Linked DNA regions of Mus musculus: region 2 is linked to region 1. The links are chromatin contacts, called in public Hi-C maps. All regions are on one chromosome and are shown on one strand. Each heading gives the region's core, a stretch centred on a gene start, on an enhancer-like site or on the middle of the called end of the contact. The rest is flanking DNA. Distances are from core to core; before and after follow the strand shown.

What was found. Hi-C and Micro-C count contacts between places; a contact is called where the count stands out from the background.
Region 2: a contact with region 1 is called in a Hi-C map of liver, with 3 times the contacts expected there. The contact joins two enhancer-like sites. A contact is called at or near these places in 2 of 484 Hi-C or Micro-C datasets (both in liver) and 1 of 9 other capture datasets (embryonic stem cells).

The regions. Positions count from the first base shown.
Region 1 is chr8:88,855,906-88,860,951 of GRCm38.p6, forward strand. No RefSeq gene overlaps it. Among named protein-coding and RNA genes, the nearest start is that of Gm42034, 18 kb to the left of the region's middle. Within about 2 kb of position 1,431, at least 3 of the 459 cell types and tissues checked have an H3K27ac peak or open chromatin away from gene starts, as enhancers often do. A contact at or near this core is called in liver, where this site is marked.
Region 2 is chr8:89,370,425-89,375,703 of GRCm38.p6, forward strand. No RefSeq gene overlaps it. Among named protein-coding and RNA genes, the nearest start is that of Gm35593, 54 kb to the right of the region's middle. Within about 2 kb of position 2,262, at least 10 of the 459 cell types and tissues checked have an H3K27ac peak or open chromatin away from gene starts, as enhancers often do. A contact at or near this core is called in liver, where this site is marked.

The DNA.
Region 1 (5,046 bases), core at 181-2,680:
ACAAGCCACTGGTGACTGGCAAACTGCTAAAAGAAGAAACAATTGGCAGGAGGCAATGGGCTAAGTGGCTCAATATTTGATGTTCAATAATTGATTGTCAAATCTTTAAATGTCAAAGAGACAGAAATGACTCTAGGAAGCCGATGTGGGTTTGAGTAGTTTTGTCCAGATCATAGGCTCGGTGCTATAGGGAAGACTCTCCCATGGGTGGAAAGATGGGTGTCACTGTTAAAATATTTGGAACTGAAAGTAAAAACAGCAACACATCAATACTCGAATCTTTCTTCCAAGAATGAACACCACTGTTTCCTGAGGTGTTTTGTTCTGTAAAATATAAGATGATGTCATTTTCAAAATGTTTACTCTTGGTTTCAAGATAAGGTCCATTCAAACAGTCCACTAACTAACAACTAAGAAATGCTGGAGCAGATGGTCCTGGCCAGAGAAGCCCCTGGATGGAGTGTTTGCACCCAGCTTCACAAATGCCCCACTCAGCACCCCTGTTGATACGTTTCTCCGTTTGTAGGAACTCCCTGGTTTGTGGCATTCCCCCCAACAACAGCATCCTATAATGCCCCTGCCCCCTGCTCACCACAGCACAGGATCCCTCCTGGTTTCTGCAGCAGCCTCCCTACCCAAAGCCCATCCCTGCCCAGCAGGAACCCCAAGCCTCAGCATCTTTCATCACAGGTGGGAACTGGGCAGAGCTGCTGAGCAGCTCTGGGCCGCCCAGGGATTCTGGTCACCACGATTGCTCTAATTGCTTTTTTCTCCAGCCTCTTTCTCAGGCTCTCTGCATGCTGATGGTGCAGGTCCGGTCTCCACTGGATTGCAGTGGTATTTTTTTAGCGTCCCAACCAGTGTGTCCGGTTGACTGAGACATTTCGGGGAAGAGGCAGGTGCATTTACTTTTCAAGTATTATTTTACTAATCAATTGAAAAATTACCTTCATGAATGACAGAGGTGCAGAGCTGTGGAGCGTTTCATTAACGGGCGCAAACATTAATTACGGATCCAACCCGACCTTGCACACACAGAAATTATGGGACTGATCTATTTTCTCTGTGCTTAATTGCAGCCAGTGACTAGTTCTTTAAATCATTATCTGATAGGCCTCCAGTGAGAAGAGGATTTATGGGGTGGTGCCCAGAGGCCTTGCTGTGGCCAGTGCTGTTCTGTGGGGTAAACGGAGATGATCGTTATCAGAGGACCCACAGGCTTGTGTCATAGCTTTGAAGTAACGAAGAAGGGGACATTTTCCAAAACTGTATTTCTAGTAGCCTTTCTGAGCTGGTGTCTGGTTGCTGCTTCCTAGGGTCAGTTACAGACACTTGCCTGCATGCTGTCACAGTGGTGAGGCCCAGGATGACTGTGTAGTGACTGGTACCCCGTGGCTGGGCAGTGCAATCTGTACAGCTATGCACAAAGGTCCTAGGTGGATGCCCATTGAGTCATATCTGTGCTTTCTCTTTCTGACATTTCCTGTCATGGCTCTAGTCCCAAGTCTTGTTTAGTTGACCCACTGATGGGCAAAGGTCCTTGGGCATATGGCCATTCAGGCCTTATCCTGGGCTGCATGCCCTGCTTTCTAAGGTCACTGCTCAGAGCACATAGCTCTTGGGCTGTATGCTTCTTGGTCACAGTGACTCCTGGCTAGGGATATTTGCTTTGGAAGTATGCGGCCCCTCACATTGAGAACACTGAGCATGAACGTAGGCAGGACATTCCAGAGGAAGAAACCTAGTAAGAGACAGTGAGGATACAGGAGTCTTTCCCCAGACTTTGGGTGGGCTGAAGCCTCTGGACCACTGTCTACCTTGGCTCTGTAAGCCAGACATGGGTATATTTATCATCCTAAAAGTGAGAGAGATAGACATGAGCACTTTGAGTGTGCTCAACAGAGCCTTCCTCTCTAAATGCAGCCATGGCCAGATAGCAGTCCTCTCTGTCCCCTACAACTCCTTCCTGGGATCTGTGAGAACCTCTGTGAGAGGGTCCGTACCCCAGAGCTGCAGGAAGTGGCAAGGTGAGGGAGCGGTTCAGACACAGGCTATAACTTGACTGAATCTGGACATTTGCAGCCGCCTCGACAGAAAGCTAAGGGGAAAGGAGGCAAGAGTATCAGAGCCCTTCTCTTTGTAGGTGATGGGAAAGCGCAGCAGAGCTATACCAGAAAGCCTTTTCCCACTCTGAGCTCAGACCCTCCATAACTCAGGTACTGTGGAGAATTAGGAATCCTTCATTTTCTCTGAAGCCTTCAGATCACTGGTTCTGTGATGGGTCCCTCAAACACTTGTAGAAACTCCCTGGTTTGTGGCATTTTCCTCTACAATGACAGATCTAAGGCCAGCGGGACAGAGCCCCAAAGTTATGATATCCGGAGGACTGTGACAAGATTACCAGGTTCCAGGGGGCTCTACGGAAACCCAGCTACACTCTGGTGCAGGTGTGTCTGACGGAAGGGCAGAAAGAGAAGAAGATGATGCCAAATTAAATGAACTACTACTGCTCAGCATCACAGGGCTGACTGCCTCCTCATGGGCTCCAGTGTTTTCCTGTCACTCAGGACCAGGGGATGAAAAGGAGGGCACAGAGAGCATTTAATCCTGGGACTCTTCACAAAGGTGTGGGCAGGGTCTAGGGACCCCACCTGGGGTAGATTCATCTTCAGGCCCCAAAACAATGTGCTATGAACTCTAGCCTAGAGAAGGAGACTGTTACCAGACCCTGGAGCCAGAAGGCCATATGGAGAGTGCTGGTCACATCATCTCCAGTGGCAGTGTAGTCCGTGGAAACTCTGGGGACAGATCAGCTAATGTCCCTCAGTGGTAGAATCTAGCCAGAAGCCAGACGGCACAGGCTCCTGGATCTGTAGTTAAGGCACGTCAGTCCGTGGGGTGAACAGCAAGGTTGGGAAGGTGAAAGGAGAAGCTTACAGAAGACACACAGGCTTGTGTGGCGCAGGCTATGTAGCTCACCATAGAGTTCCTCTGCCTCTTGTCCAACCTGCTACCACAGGACCTCTTGCCCCTTGAAACCTCCCCTTGGAACCTCTGTCTCCATGGGTACTTTAGAGAGCTCTTTTTTTAAATTATTTATTTATTATATGTAAGTACACTGTAGCTGTCCTCAGACACACCAGAAGAGGGCATCAGATCTCATTACGGATGGTTGTGAGCCACCATGTGATTGCTGGGATTTGAACTCAGGACCTTCAGAAGAGCAGTTGGTACTCTTAACCACTGAGCCATCTCGCCAGCCCTAGAGATCATCTTTTGTCATCACGAACCAGTCTCCTGTGGGGATGATACTGCTCTGAGCACCTCTGCCAATGCTCTGGTCCTCCTAGTGCAAGGCTTCATGGAGGTCTGCAGGAACAATGCTGAGAGGGCTTCCCTCCCCAGGATATTCCTGCCGGAGGAGTCCCAAAGCAACACTGTCTGTATCCTCAGCCCCTCGGTGTAGTTTAGGGGACTCTCTTTTGTAGTGCCACCTTCAACTCTCTTGTTCACAGGACTTTGAAGTTGGCTACATGGCAGCCCCAGGAGACATTAAGATTCACCCTGACCCCACCACATAACATTCATTGTCATTTCTTTACATTCTGTGACCAGACTTTTCTTCCTTGTTCAAGACCCTCATTATTGAACTTCTTCCTCAGGATCAGGTCTTGGGAGACCCTCTCAAATTTAAACCCCCAAAGACTCCTGAATGCCTGACATATTCCAGGTTCATCTGAAATCTAATATTGCTTCCAGCTAGATCCCCAATATATTCAAATCTATTTTGTGATCCTGGACTATAAAGCACAGGAGTCTACAATGTCCTTGTTGTGTGACCCAGAAAAGTACTTCTCCAGAACTTAGTTTCTTTATCTTTATTTAGAGTAGAAACAGAAGTTTCCTCCACTGTTGGGTGCAGTGACAATTTTGGAGTTTTGGTCTCTCTGAAACACACAGAAATAAGAATGTGTTTTCATTTTGATCCCAGCTGTGGGGTATGGGGCTGCTTCAGGTTCTTCGTAGCAGCTGACTGTGATTTGCCTCGTGCTCTGACAAGGGCATGACTTTGCCAGCTGCAGATAGTTTCTGTGAGTGTGTGACTTTTGGAACTCTGGAGACTTTCCAGGGGGTATGTAAATATTAGGCTCCCAAGAGGTGTGAGTGGGTTGGTGGCAGTTGTTGGTCATTCGGGAGGATTGGTTGTGATGTGTTAGTAATTGTACTCAGAGAAGAAATAACAAGAAGGACTTAGATATCCTGACAGCAAAGATGAAACTTGCCCCAAGGAACTTGATGTCCCTAGTCAGCAGGAAGTAGTCTAATTATACTGTCACCCCCTTTCCAGCCCCTCTCTTTATTCAGGGATCTCTTTCCTTTCTTCTCTATCCTTTTTCCCTCTTATCTAAGGCTAGGGAGTCTAAAGGGTGGAAGGAAAAGGGTGGAGAAGATTGGAAGAAAAAAGAACCCACAAAGCAAAAGCCAAGCTACAGTTGGGTCCTGCCAAGTCCCAGGTATAGTCTCTTGAATGTTGCATTTTGCACAGCATTGGACACTCATCCAAGATGGCAGACACACTTATCTGTTGATTCAGTGTGTGTCTGGACTGCCCCTGTTCTGATAATAGGAACGGAAAATGGCATACCTTCATGTGAAGTGTGGTTACATGACCTAGGTTCCACCAGTAATACACATTCCATTGACTAAACCATAAAAGATTTATTCTACCCATAAGTCAGCAGACATTGGGTCACATTTTAATGTCACCTTCTTCTCTGAATCATCCATGTCAGCTAGGGAGGTGGATTCGTTGATTAGCTGGACCTGAGACAGGTGATGAGTTGATTGGCTGGGCCTGAGGCATGTGGCTGTGTTCTCTGGAAATGCATAGTTTCTGCCATACCCAAACCTTGTGGATTGAGAATAGGAAGGGAGAGAGTGTGGCTCAGCAAAGAGAAATGTGGGTGCTTTTCTAGAACATAAACGGAGCAGACAATCAACATCTATCAGACACAGACATTAATGGTGTGGATTGTGAAAGATTCC
Region 2 (5,279 bases), core at 1,012-3,511, 520 kb after region 1:
GTTTTGTTTTGTTTTGTTTTGTTTTGTTTTGTTTTGTTTTGTTTTGTTTTGTTTTGTTTCAAGACAGGGTTTCTCTGTGTAGCCCTGGCTGTCCTGGAACTCACTTTGTAGACCAGGCTGGCCTTGAACTCAGAAATCTGCCTGCCGCTGCCTCCTGAGTGCTGGGGTTAAAGGCGAGCACCACCACGCCGGGCAGTCACAGTTCTTTGAAAGGAGATCTTCATTCCTTTTAGGACTTGAAAGGTTGAAATCAAAATCAACCAGTACTTCTATTACTACTGCCATCTCTTCCTCTTCTTGCCCCCTCCTCCTCTTCCTCTTTTCCTTCTCTTTCCTGCTTCCTCCTCTTCTTGCCATATTCAAAAAAGATGAAATGCTATAAGATAATTTCAAATGTACAAAGTTGCGTGTCAAACTCAGCACAGCAAAGCAACACATGAACTATGTGCACAGAGACACAGACACCGAAGCGATGCTGCGAGCCGACATTCACATATGACATGAACACCTTGCTTTTGAAGAACGGGATGAAGAGGAGGCTCTCTGCAGATGTCTGTGTCTCCAGCTCAGCCAGATGGTCTTGTCTGTGTCCTCTTCTGAAACAATACCTCCCCTCCTCTCCCCCCTCCCCATCCCTATGTAATCCCTACCATGCAAGACCTCAGCCTGTTCCCTCTGTACTTAGCTCACCCCCTTGAGGGGCATAGTACGCCACCTTTCCTTTTAAAAACTTCTCCAAGACAAACTCCACTTGCAATCAGAATATTCTTTACTGGTTTGGAATAAGCCGCAAAACCAAAGCCTGGTTTCTCCTCTCTCCTCTTGAGCCATCTCGAAACCCACCCCAACACCTGCTTGCTCTTGGTTCTCAACTTGGTCCTCCCACCACACCCAGAGTTCCACACTGAAACCTACCTCCAGCTCTCTGTCTCTGCCGTCCCCTTCCCGCCGCACATTTGCACAGACTTATTTCATAAAAATGTCAGCTGTTAAGTTAGGATTATTTAGGGGGCCTTGGGTTTTAGTTCCCGAGTGCAACCTAAGCTGGATCCTCGAAGGCCTGACAAGAAGCCCTGGTCTGTATAAAACATGACCCACAGAGGCACTAAATAAATAACCTGGCTGTGGGCTCCTAGGCCTCTATTTATCACCGAGGCAATGATAAGGATCTGATTTAGAGTGAACCCTGCTGAGGGTCGAGCCGGCACAAGCTGTAATATGATCTGCAGGGGAGAGGCCCGATAACCTTAAACAATGCGAAGAAACCCTGTCAGATAAATAAAACAAACTGTTTGTCCATTAAATAGTGCTGTCAGTAAGAGAACGGGGAAGCCAAACATGGCTAAATCCAATTCTTTTATGGCTCCACAAAGCAAGAAACATCCTAACCAAGCTGGGGAATAAGTTCCCCCCAGAGCAGACTGGGGGCTGGGGATCTGATTATTGACAGGGGAGGAGAGAACAGAGTTTTGATCCAGGGCATGCCCTATGCCCTCTGCCGTCCACCGACTTTGCTGTTCTGCTCTGCGCAATGGCTTCTCAGTGTGCTGATCCAGCCCACCCTGCTGGCTTGTTGATGTGGACCCACTAGGTAACCCTGGCCAAAGAATTCTGAAGAGATCAGGGCAGGATACTCAGAAATGCTAGTGTCTAGGTGATCAGGGCCGGCACTGAAGGGCTTGCCAAGGGCAGAACCAGAGGTGGAGGAGCTCATGTCAAAGGACAACCTGCCACTCAGCCTTGTCAATCAGGCTGCCTTAAAATACAGCCCATTGCTGTTAAGTGTGTTCAAAGACCAAGATGGGAATTTGAATGTGAAATCTCAAGAATCCACATGGAAGTGTGAGATTTCTAATAATGTTCCATGTTGGCATAGAATATTCTAGAATAATTCCATGTGTGGTTAGTTGAAAGCTATGTGGGTTTGTTACAGCTTACGGACTGCAGTCTTTGGACTAGTGAAAGCAAGGACAAATGTTATTCTGATTGTCATCATGAAACTGCTGTTCACATCCTGGGGACACAAAGGACAGAGACACTTGTGCCTGTCCACAATCTCTCAGGCATACCCACCCACATATGTTTCTCCCTTCCAACTTTCTGATAGAATCCACCCAGTATGCCACTGCACATGACACAGAGTCGTCCCATGACAGAGAATTTCTGCTATTGGCTTCCTGCAAACTGTTCCCGAGATGTTCGCCTCTGCACAGAGAACTCTGATCTCTCTTTCTTTGCTAGTGTTTCTCAATAGCAATTGAACAGGGACTGAGTGTCCGTAGGTTCTCTTCAGGCTCAAGGCAATGCCATCATGGCCCCACAGTTTAGGCAACACAGGGGACAGTGCCAAATGGGCCCTCTGATTCTTCCGATCTATGTGAATCCGAGTCTAATCTGTGTTCTTGAAGAAACCCAACCATGAAAGTGGTCAACATGGCCAGATCAGGTTTTCAGCAGAGATCCAGAGAAGATGCTCAACTTCCCAACAGGCACAGGTTGCTTTGGCAGGATATTGGCTGGTTCTCAGTACAGGTCAGAGCCACCAGTGAGGCTTGCTCAACAGGAATATTCCACGACCTTTTCCTGGCAGGCCCAGCTGGGTATGACCCAGGGACATTTATCCCTGTACACTACATCACTAGAGAGTCTGGGCTATTTCTACTTGCTGATTTAATGAGTGTTAATTTTTGATTTCATTAAAGCCAGTGTTCCTAGACTTGTTTGCCTGCCAGATTCGTAAGAACATTCGCCAACTGTGACTCCTCAGGGACCCTCTAGAAGACAGACTCTGTTTACAAAAGGGGTTGGATTTTGATGTGCCCATTGTGAGCATGGAAACAGAGAAGCCCTTGTCTCTTTGCTATGATCTAGAGAAGTAGGTCTTCTCCAAACCTTACAGATGGTAAAACTTACTTCTGGAAACAGAACATGACCATAATTTTAGATTCAGGACAAGATTGGGTTTCCACGAGGTTGTTATCACCATAGGTGTCTGCGACAGGTTCTGCAAGTTACTCTCTCTTTTCATGTCACCTATTATGATTTCAAATTCGTTTTGGGAAGGAGAGGAGGAATATTTATTTGCACGGAATTATATATTTTCCCAGTATTTGATATGAATTATTTAATTACTCTGCCACCTGTCCCTTCATCAAGCCAGAATCAGGGTCTGCATTGCCTTGTCTTTGAGATGGCTCTTGGTAGGACTTTGTGGCTTTAGGTCACACTATCTGTTCACTGAGAACCCTTATGTAACAATGATCAAGAATTAATTCTAGGTGGAAAAGCAGGTCCCAGGGATTGAGGGAGAAGTAGATGGAATCTCAGAACAGAAACTAAACGGATTGACAATACAGAAATTTGAAAAGATTTTCGTAATAATTTTTAAGTTAGGATGTTGGATATGCAGTCTTTAGTTTTACCATAAATGGAATACTGGCTTAGCAGTTTACAGGTGGTGTGGCTGGATTTGGGGGGCATATATTTGTGATCTTGGCACTTGGGAAGTGATCTTTGGAGTCTACGAGTTCAAGAGCAGACAGTGAAATATAATAAGTCCTGATCTCAAAACAGCAACAAGCATCACACACACACACACACACACACACACACACACACACACACACACACACACACACACACAGGTAATTTGTACATGGAGAATGGTTTCTTCATATTTAAAGGATTCCCTATGTGAATACAATTCTAAAGTTGTTTAAGAAAATAAAAATACAATGTAAAGTGGCTAAGAAAATTGTCTTAAAAGAGGCATATCTAGGCTAATGTGAGTGTAAATCCCAGGAATGTAAACGACTTCGGGTCTGACCTAATCCAGAGCTTCAAATGATAGCACCAGAATCTATTCCTTTGCTTCATCTTTCCTGCTGACTTTACTTCTGATGAAAGTCTCCTCCCCCATATCATAGCTCCCAACCTACCTCCTGCCAATCAGACAACACTCCTGTTGACCTGGCCCACTTTCTTATTGGCTGGAGACATGTGCACCTCCTTGCCCCACCCCTCATTATACAGGATGATGATTATCTGTGCTGGACAGGCAGTATTGTTAAAGACCATGGGGGACTGAGTCTGGTGCAAGAATGGATGATGGCTATTTTCTACCAAGAGAGACAAGATGTATGCAAGGAACGAAATCAAGATAGTTTTCTCCTTTCTGTCTCATATTAACTCATTAAGGTAAGAAGTCAAAACACTGAAATGGACACTCACCAGCAAGAAGGGTGAAGACAAGGCCTCTCTCTGCACTTGTGAGATGTCTGACTTGGGATTGTTCTTGGGAAGGCTGCTTAAGTTTTTGTTTTCTTTTAAGAACCTAAAGTAACTAAGCCTGGCTAATAAAGTGTTTGTCTAGTACATTATGGAAGTCTTGAGAGACTATTGAATCAATTAGAATGATTTGTAATTAGCACACCAACCTAATGACAGGGTTTCTCTAAATTGCTAGAAAATAGTTTGGTCTTTTAAAGGACTTGCAATGCCCCTCTTGTGAGCTCATTTATATTAGTGATAGGCTTATTAGTTTTTTAAGAAATTGTAGAAGATAAATTTTGTCCAAATTTTCTGCATGAATGGTTCTAAATTATGAATTAAGTGGCTTTGAATAATGGCTGCTGTTGTATCAAGTAGAAAACTTCCCATCTTTGTAGAAAATGATTCAAAAAATCCTCTTGAATGGAATAACACAAAAAGCATCTTCGAAAATTCTAATCTCAAAAAATAACGTTAGATTCTGAAGCCCTGTCAGCTGGTGATGCCAGAAAGAATAGATCTGCCACCGCGGGCACCATTCTCACAAACCTACCGATGACACAAGTGCAGAAAAGTGTAAAATATTTTCTTGCTTTGTTGGCCTCTGTTCTAGTTTGCATCCTATTGATGTGATAAAGACCCTGACCTAAAGCAACTTAGGGAGGAAAGGAGTGATTTCTACTACACTCTTAGATAACAGGCAGAAATTGAAACACAGAGCATGAAAACAATGGTCCTTAATAACATGTTCCCTGTAGCTTTTACAGCCTGCTTTCTTATAGTATCACATGCCAGGAGTAGCTCTTGTCCTATGAAGACTTGCCAAGATGATCCTAGCTTGTGTCAAGTTGACATAAAAACATAACCAGTGCAATTGGCCTCTTTTTAAACACACACACACACACACACACACACACACACACACACACACACACACACACACACACATTATTATTGCGCCATAACCTTTCCTTTCTTGATTATCCCCAGTGTTTCATGTTAATATCAAT